Regions from separate parts of the Mus musculus genome. Here region 1 is linked to region 2. Evidence: chromatin contacts called from public promoter capture Hi-C data. All regions are on one chromosome and are shown on one strand. The core of a region is the stretch at or near the end of the contact, and the rest is flanking DNA. Distances in the headings are between cores, read along the strand shown. Region 1 overlaps Atp8b4 (ATPase, class I, type 8B, member 4). Region 2 holds the start of Cops2 (COP9 signalosome subunit 2).

The links. Promoter capture Hi-C pulls out the DNA fragments that hold promoters and counts their contacts.
Region 1: a contact with region 2 is called in a promoter capture Hi-C map of hippocampal neurons, with 4 times the contacts expected there. The contact joins the enhancer-like site here to the promoter of Cops2 in region 2. A contact is called at or near these places in 3 of 39 promoter capture datasets (the 3T3-L1 cell line, hippocampal neurons and second pharyngeal arch cranial neural crest), 1 of 484 Hi-C or Micro-C datasets (B cells), 5 of 115 datasets of contacts at active chromatin or transcription factors (bone marrow-derived macrophages, effector CD8 T cells, embryonic fibroblasts and 1 more) and 1 of 9 other capture datasets (adipose tissue).

What each region holds. Positions count from the first base shown.
Region 1 is chr2:126,321,084-126,325,502 of GRCm38.p6, reverse strand. Atp8b4 (ATPase, class I, type 8B, member 4) reads left to right here. Exons shown (of 28, transcript NM_001080944.3): 27 at 98-228; 28 at 2,412-4,419. The coding sequence ends at 2,693. Among named protein-coding and RNA genes, the nearest start is that of Atp8b4, 170 kb to the left of the region's middle. Within about 2 kb of position 2,727, at least 36 of the 459 cell types and tissues checked have an H3K27ac peak or open chromatin away from gene starts, as enhancers often do.
Region 2 is chr2:125,856,565-125,861,185 of GRCm38.p6, reverse strand. It overlaps Cops2 (COP9 signalosome subunit 2), which reads left to right and starts at 2,104. Exons shown (of 13, transcript NM_009939.3): 1 at 2,104-2,250. The coding sequence starts at 2,197. It also overlaps a transcript of Galk2 not described here.

The DNA.
Region 1 (4,419 bases), core at 1,478-3,977, 460 kb before region 2:
AACCACTAACTATAGCTGTAAATTAATTTTTGTAATTATTGAGATTTTATGGTGATTTGGAGTTTTATAGCCAGGATGTCTATGTCTCTAATGGCAGGAAATGCACGGCACTCCCTGAGCCAGAAGTTTGTCTGGCTTGTGGTTCTCTTGACAGCAGTGACGTCAGTCATGCCAGTGGTGGTGGTCAGATTTCTGAAGATGTATTTATACCCAAGCCTGAGTGATCAGGTATGTTTGAGATACTGTGAGTACTTGAAGGATGGCTGGTGGCTTTCATGAATGACGTCCTTCTCTTTCCAAACAGAGGCACAGGAATGACTAAGGGAATTTTCCTAGGTCCATGGTATCATAATAGAGTAGATGATTCTCTCCCCCAACACGCATCTTGACCATACTAGTCCTGAATGTCAGTGAAAAGAGTTGGATTGGGCTATCAGTGGGTATGGAGTGATGGATTAGAAGTACTTTTACCCCTGACTCACTGGAATCATTTTGGAGTATTACTGTAAGAGAAGGGCAAGCTACCGGGAAAGCTAAGGGTACCATATAAGGAATCTGGACAAATGATGTGAAAGGGTCTCATCATTTGGATGGAAATAGAGTATTGGCTTGGGAAATAAGTGAGACCTGTTACCTGAGGAGCAGAGACTAAAAGGGAACAGCAGATCGCTGAGTGGACTGGGAATGCAGAGATAGAAGAACAACAGAAAGAGCGGGGTATATAGAGAAGCCTGGACCAGAGATTAGAATAGATCTCAATGGCTCCTAGGAGACAGGACAAACACAGCAGTGCTGGGCTAGGCTGAGACTCATGGCAGAGAGAAGAGAAGGAGAGGGAGACACATTTTATCATCCCACAAAGAATGATAACATTTGTTTGTAGGGTGAGGGAGGCCAGACCAGTGAGGCCCAGGGCTCTGAGCTTTTCTTACCATCATGTTTCTCACATTCTGGGGCATGTGAGTCACAGAATCCCCGTGTCGGTCCTTTTGAGTTGGTTCTGAGCTGAATCCATCCCATAAACTGATGGGCAATCTGAGGATGCCCATTTTTCTTGTGCTAAGGATAAATGTCATATTTTGCTTAGTGAGCATCCTCAGACCTGAAAATTAGAATGGATCACTTACTTAGGCAAAGCCTCTGGTTTCCACTCACTTTCCTAGGGAGAGGGAAGGCACATTGGGACCTACCCAAGTGATGTTTAGGTCTTATTTATTTATTTATTTATTTATTTATTTATTTATTTATTTGAGAGCTGTTGTTGAACGTTGATGGGTACATATACCCTGTCAGGTTTCGGGACATTACCTAGAAGCAGGAATCTGTTCCTCTGGGTCCTTCTGCACCCCCCCCCCCACAATGTTTTCCTGAGCCTCTGATTTTGGGGCTGTGCTGGAGATGTTGTTTAAAAAGCAACACCTTCATATTTGTAAATTACATACACACAGAGACATATGCAGAGATACACATACAGACATAAACACACACACACACACAGACACACACACAGAGACATACACAGAGATACACATACAGACATAAACACACAGACTCACAGACACAGACAGACAGACATACACAGAGATACACATACAGACATAAACACACAGACTCACAGATACACACAGACACACAGACATACACAGTGATACACATACAGACATAAACACACAGACACACAGACATACACAGTGATACACATACAGACATAAACACACAGACACACAGACATACACAGACACACACACACAGACACACAGACATACACAGAGATACACATACAGACATAAACACAGACACAGACAGACAGAAAAACAGACAGACAGACATAGACACGCACACACACACACATACACACACACCCCAAACCAGAATAAATGAAAAGCTCAGAAGTCTCATGATAAGTTGACCTTCCTTAAGAGGGAGAACATTCTGAGTCTAATTTCTGAAAATTTCTCCTAATTCAGTTACTAGTGACTGCAAGATCTAGAGAGCCTCTAAAAGGGAAAGAGAGGTGAAAGACGGGGTATTGGGACTATAGACATAACATTCTATACAAAAGTATGCTCAAGATCCCGGGCTCTGTTCCCAACACTGTTACTAAAACAAAACAACCCCCTGACCCCCCAACTCACCATATGGCCCATGAAATTGAGTCAGTAATGAATTTTATCGGAATGTTTCTTGTTTACACGAGAACGGGAAAAAATTGATTAGTGTCTAGTGTCCTCTTTGAGGTGGAGAATGTTACGGCTTTAGGCTTAACGTTTCCTTTTGGAGTAAAGACAAAGATTCTCTTGTTGTAGCCGTTCAATTAAGTAACAAAAATGGCTTCCGTTTTACTCGGTGGCTGGGTGTCTGGAGTCTAATGCTTGGGTTCACGGTTGCACTGTGGCGCTCTTTCTCTCCAGATCCGCCGGTGGCAGAAAGCTCAGCGAAAGAAAAGACCCCTGCGAAGCAGAAGGCCTCAGACCCGCAGGTCGAGCTCTAGAAGATCTGGATACGCGTTTGCTCACCAGGAGGGCTACGGAGAGCTCATCACATCTGGAAAAAATATGCGAGCGAAAAGTCCAGCCCCAGCATCGGGGCTGGAAAAGAAGCTTTATAATAACACGAGCTGGATTGAAAATTTATGTAAGAAAACCACAGACGCGGTGAGCGGCTTTAGTCATGATAAGACAGTGAAATTGTGAGTCAAGATAGACTTGACCACAAAGCCGTCTTTTCACCTCATCTGGGGCTGAGCTTAGGCAGCTCAGGGGCCAGGAGCAGGGCAGATCACATTGCTTAACTTAAATCCATGGCCTCCAGCTGCCAACGCCTGTCAGATAGCGATGTTTTCTGCAGGATTCCAGGCCAGATGGGCACTGTCCAATCTGTGATTCTGTAGACCAAGGCCTCATGGGACAAGTACAGATTTTATTAACTTAAACACCAATCCATCCGAATTTTGAATCTTATTTATGGAAAAAAAAAAAAGGCCGTAAATTAGCATCTATGTTGGATGGGTCTTAGGTATGTAAAAGGTATGTTCCAATGATGTGTTTCAACCAAAAACGCATGTCAACAGATACACCACGTACGTGAAGAGTGCCTTTCCCAGATGCAATTGCAGAATTTAAAGTATGTGGTGTGGTGCTCTCAGATCGAGAGTGAGTCTTTCTCTAGACTTGAGCTCCCCTTGCCAGGATAACAAAGCCTTACATGCTCAGAGAATGCATTAAAAAGTCCGTGGGGTTATCTGTTTACAAACAGGGACAAAAGCAACTGAATGTTTCTGCCGAGGGGGCTGCTAACATGGTTAGGTTTATAGAGAGAGTGTTCAGACTGTTCCATGTGGGGACAAAATACAGTGGCTCCTCTAATGTCCCTAATGTGTCAAGGACTTGTGTGACAATGTCAGTAGTAATCCGTTGCATGTTACATGGATGCAGACAGAACCATCAGCGTGGTAGAACACTGCCCTTTATTGACAGTGTTCCATGCAGGCCATGGGCAAATGCTGCTGACAGATCCCATTTAAAAACTTGAAACTTGAAAGTCTCTACAGGCAGTCTCTACTGTTACCATTCACTCAGGCTTAGGCCATTGAGACTCAGTTCCTTTTAGTGTCTAGCTGTCCTGTTTATGGCTCAAACATCTAAATGTATAGATATATAGATGAAGCTGATTTTTAAAATAGACATTGCAGCCCAATTTGGGGATCTGTAGACAACTCACTAGGTTCTGTATTCAAATTGCTGCTGACACCCACTTACCTCCGTGATGGGGAGGTAAGGTGCCTTTCCTGAGACTCCTCTACAAAGTCAGGACGCACTACCTACCTCCCGTGGTTGATGACTATCAAGCACACATTCTCAAACCATCAGAAACACAACTCACATACGAATGTACTCATCAGGCTTTAGCTAACTCATCATCAGAGAAGCAGAGGGGAGAGACTTCAGGACCTGGGATGCCAGTCGCCAGTGGGACTGTCAAAGAAATGAGGTTGCTAAGTATGATAGAAAGCAAATAAAACTGTAGACTGGGGAATAGATTTATCTACAAGGAAATAAACAAAACCAAACAAAACCAACCAACCAACCAACCAACCAACCAAACAAACAAACAAAAAGTCATGTTTTCCAAAAATCAGCAATTAGCTCTCTAGCCTTCCTTCTCTGGGTTCCCAGGCAATTGCTGATCAACCAAAACTACTTTGCACAAAGAGCTTGTTAATCTTATGTGGTCTTGATGGATGATGGGCTGGGATGGTGTTAATAGGTCAGTGTCCCCTGCCCAATGGGTCTTGATTTCTAAGCCTAATGTTTTCTAAATGATACTCAGTGAGATAATCGGTATGCAGTAGCCTACTACCTAGAGCCTTTACCCATAGCAAATGCTTGTCATGATTCCTTTCTCTATACATATCTACCT
Region 2 (4,621 bases), core at 855-3,354:
CATTTTCTTTATGTTCCTAGGTGCCAGATTACTCATGTCTTTTCCCATTGTCTGAGTAAGGCAAATTATGTAAATAAATTCGCAGTAAATCAGCATGCCATTTTACATATGTGAACAACTGGCATGGTAAATAATCATACCCTTGAAATTTTGTATTTAAGAAATTACACATGAATAAAACTCAACCCCCTTATGATTTGCTATGTTCTTTGGAAAAACTATAAACATGGGTAGGGTAACTGTGATTTATTACCTTAAGTCCTAAGAATGGTGAGTACTATTAGTTACTAGCACCAGGACCTAAGTCTGATCTGTCCCAATAAACTGGCATGGTGACAGTCATCATACTTATTGGAAGGCTTTGCTTTGTTTTAAAATTACATGTACAGATTCATGCAGTATTTTTGGAGTTTTGAGTTCTAAGATGATATCATTAAAAGCCATTCCAAAACTAAACTTTTATATTCAGTAGAGGAGTTTTGAACAAGGATTTGAAGTTAAATAGCTTCAGGGGAATTGTCCGTCTAATATGTAATGATAATGCTATGCTTGCACAGGTAAATGTCTTCGATTTTAGGAAATACACATAGCTGCACATATGTTGCTTTATATGTATCTTTAAGTTGACCCAGGGAATACAGAACATTAAAGCTGAGAGTTGGTATACTTGTGTCCATGATGCTATCCTTTATTATGTATTTAAGTTTAAAATTTCTTGTGATAAAGTGTTGATAGAAAAGGCTATTAGTAAAACTGTGTGGTTATAAGAAAGGTGATATTATTGCTAGAAAACTGTGACCAAAATGATGTTTCCTTGAATGGTTACTTCTTTAAGCCATCTGAAATTCCTTCTTCTAATATTTTCCTAAGTAACAATTAGGTGTTAGGCTAGAGGGATAGCCCAGCAATAGAACATTTACCTAACACACACAAGGCTAAGTTCTTCCCCCAGCTCAAAACATAAAAAAAGAAAAAAAAATCAATGTTAATGATATACAATGCAAAATCGTTTGAAGACTTATTTTTTAACATTCTGAATGTACAGCTATAAATTGTGTTCACAGTGTTTTCAATATAAAAATAATACAATCGTTGACCTTAACGTCTTCTGACAAGATTTTTAGAACCAAGCAATTTCTGGCTTAGAAACAAAACCAAAAGTATCCTGTTCTCCAGTGGATTCAGAGAAAAGCTGGTAATGACATCAGGTACAACTTCAGAAGTCACTGGAGCACAGCCAAGCGGGGTCTGTAAGGATTCAACCCGAAGGTGTGAATGTTAATGCTGAACTGTGCTCAACATCAGCTGTGCATGATGAAGATAAAATCAGGTAATTTTGTTTGATTTGGTTTTGTTTTTTTGTTTTTACCTTTGGTAATTTGGGCATGTTTAATTCATCTGTATAGATAACAATTGGGCCTAAATTCTAACCTATATCTACTTTATAACTTTATAGCATTTGTGTACAGAATTTGGAAGGTTTCTCCAAAAAGGGGGATTGCCTTATTTCCACATTTTTCTTCACTCTGAACTCTAATGGTTTTCTGCGACAATGCATTTTTAAAAAATCTGTCACCAACTGTTACTTTCATTTCATCCTAAAAGCAGTTAATGCACGTTTGTGATTCATTAAATAATTGAACAATTGATTAGTGCATATCCAAACCGGGATATCCACAGAACTGTTTTTGTTAACTACAAACATAACTTTACTAGACAATTGTGTTGCTGTAAATACACCACTGTAAAAACACCACTACAGGGTGTTGAAAGAAAACACATAGATAACAATGGTAGAGGCACGCTACCTTTCAGATAGGTCGGGCATGTTTCATTAGAAACAGACGGTTCCAGAGTCCCAGGCAAGGAAGGAGACAGTTCCCTCACCTAGGACGCTGGATACAGCTAGAAGGTTTTCGAAGCCCCTCAGATAGGACCCGCAACGCCCGATTTCGTAGTTGCTACGCTTAGTTGCTAAGACACAAACTGTCGCTCAGGAAGAGCCGGCTGTGCCCTCCCTTTGGGAGCCGTAGTAAATCATCTCAGGGTCGAGCGCTTTAGTTCCGGAATGAGCTTTATCTTCTCCTGGAGAGACCGGAAGACGAGGAGACTCGGGAGTGACGCTTCTGGGCCGCGGAGCACTGTGGGAGGAGGCTGTCTCTAATTTCTCCTCTCCCCCTCCCCCCTCCGGCCAAGATGTCTGACATGGAGGATGATTTCATGTGCGATGATGAGGAGGACTACGACCTGGTGAGGCGCAGGGAGCGGGCGGGGGCTGGAAGTGGGATGTGGCGGTGGTGCCAAGGCCGAGAGGCTGCAGCTCCCTCCCGGGGCTCGTCGGCCCGGTTCCGCCCTGCCCAGGGACAGGTTTCCCTCCTCGCCTGGCGTCGCGGGCCTGTGGGGCCTGGGAAGAGAGGGAGAGAGGCGGCGGGGCCGCCCTGGACGCTGGGCCCAGGGATAGCGCGGGTGACTGGCCGCGGCCGGTTCTCGGCGCCTCTCTGCCCGCCACCGAGCCTCCACGGCCCGGCGCTTAGGTCTGGGCCCTAGGGGGCCCATCTCTTCTCCACTCTGGACCTGAGCCGGTGCCAGATGCTGGAAGAGTGAAAACTGGAAGAGGGGGGTGGTCCATCCTGCTCCCAGACCTGACTGCGAAACTCGGGAGTCTCCCCCAAAACAGCCTAAGAGTCTCGCCCAGGGTCAGTTTGGGTCCCAGGTTAAGGCTCAGAGCAAGAGTAGGAGGAGTAGTTAAACGACTCGTCCCGTCCTCTAAAACATGACAAGCTCCGAAGAAAGATTTGCTTTTTGTTTGGTTGGACTGGGGAAAGGTAGGGGTTAAGGGAATTGGAACCAATGATCTTTTTCCTTGATTTAAGAAATTTCCCAGCATCCGTGTTTGAATCATCAATGGCATAAAAGTAAACAAACTTGCCTAGTTTGATTGGTGATTTCTTTTCCATTTAAGGTTTAATTGTGAATGGATTTACAGGTTTTAAACTGTACCCCATGATTTATGTTGATAGTCCAAAACGCATGCCTGTGTAAGAACTAAGAAAATTATCTTGATCCCAAAATTAGTGTCAGTTTTGTTTCTTAATTGGGAAGCAATTGTTCGGTTTTTAGAAAAATCCGATGATAGTGCAAGCTGTGGTGTACATGCTTGGAGAAGTCTGGGTCGTCTTTTTTCTTTTCTTTTCTTTTCTTTTTTTAATTTTGAGGTTTATTTATTTTATGTATATGAGTACACTGTCTTCAGGCACACCAGAAGAGGGCACCAGATCCCATTACAGATGATTGTGAGCCACATGTGGTTGCTGGGAATTGAACTCAGGACCTCTGGAAGAGCAGTCAGTGCTCTCAACCTCTGAGCCATCTCTCCAGGCCCTCTTTTCTTTTAAGTGTCACATTCTCAAAGCATTAATATTTTTATTTTGAGGTAATGGTGTAACATCTTTGTATAGATGAATCTGTAAATCATTTGCAATTTTTAAAAAAGGTTTTCATTTTACAGAAAGACATATTTTGCAGAAGGAAGTGCTGTGACTGGAGAGTCATAGTAGATGCTTGGTGATTTCAATACAGAATTTTGTTATTTATTCAATCACAAGGTAGTTGTAAACAGATACTAAACTCTTGTTTTGCTTTTGTTTCCATTACAAGTAGTTTTTAAATTGTCAGATATTTCTTTTGAATGTTTGTAATTTTAGCTGGTAGTGTTTTTAAAATTTTCACTTACCTCCTTTCCTAATAGTCTATGAAATACATGAACTTTTAGATAAATGAATATTAGCACTGGGATTAACTTAAAAGTACAGTGTAGGAATGAAAATGAGAATCTTTGAAATATTCTGTTAGACTTTACTCATTTGTGGACGTTTGTTGCTTTGTTTTGAGGCAGGGTCTCACTGTGTAGCCAAGGCTGGTTTGGCGCTCAGTGTGTTTCCTAGGTGTTGGGAGTAAAGGCATGCATCAGCACACCCTGCTTTGGAAGCTTTCTAATTAGACATACAGTGTTTGAACATGACTGCTTTCCCAGCATTTTTATGTCTATACTAAATGTATCCTAAATAAAGTTGAATATGCAGTTGTTTCAGCTTTAAAAAAAAAAAAAACTTAGAGTTAAGATTTTACTGTTGCAAAACTAATGAAATTTTTATTTTCTTCTCTGGGCATTATGTGAAATTAAATAGCTCTTCTCATCCATTTTTCATGTAGATACTATTCTAGATTCCCAGCTATATGTCAAGTAGTGAAAGGTGTTATATCTCTTTTACTAACAGTTAAAATTTTTGGCACGTGATGTCTTTCTGGTAACTGATGCCCATGTCCTGCGTGTTTGAAAGGATGAGGGTGGCTGTCATTCCATAGCTGCTAGAGATGGGTTTCTTTTATTTGAGTAATTATTTTGCCTGGATCTTTATCTGTTTCTTTTTATAGAAAGTCTACAAGGTTGACATCCTGTTTTAAGGAGGTTTCTCATTCTTTTTACCTTTTGAAACTTTACTTTTTGCCCAGGCTGCCCTGAACTTCTAGAATAGTAAGGATAATAGGCCTGGAATACCAGGCCACGCTAGTGTTTTTGTTTTGTTCTGTTTTTTTTTTTTTTTAAATGTGGTTGTTAGAC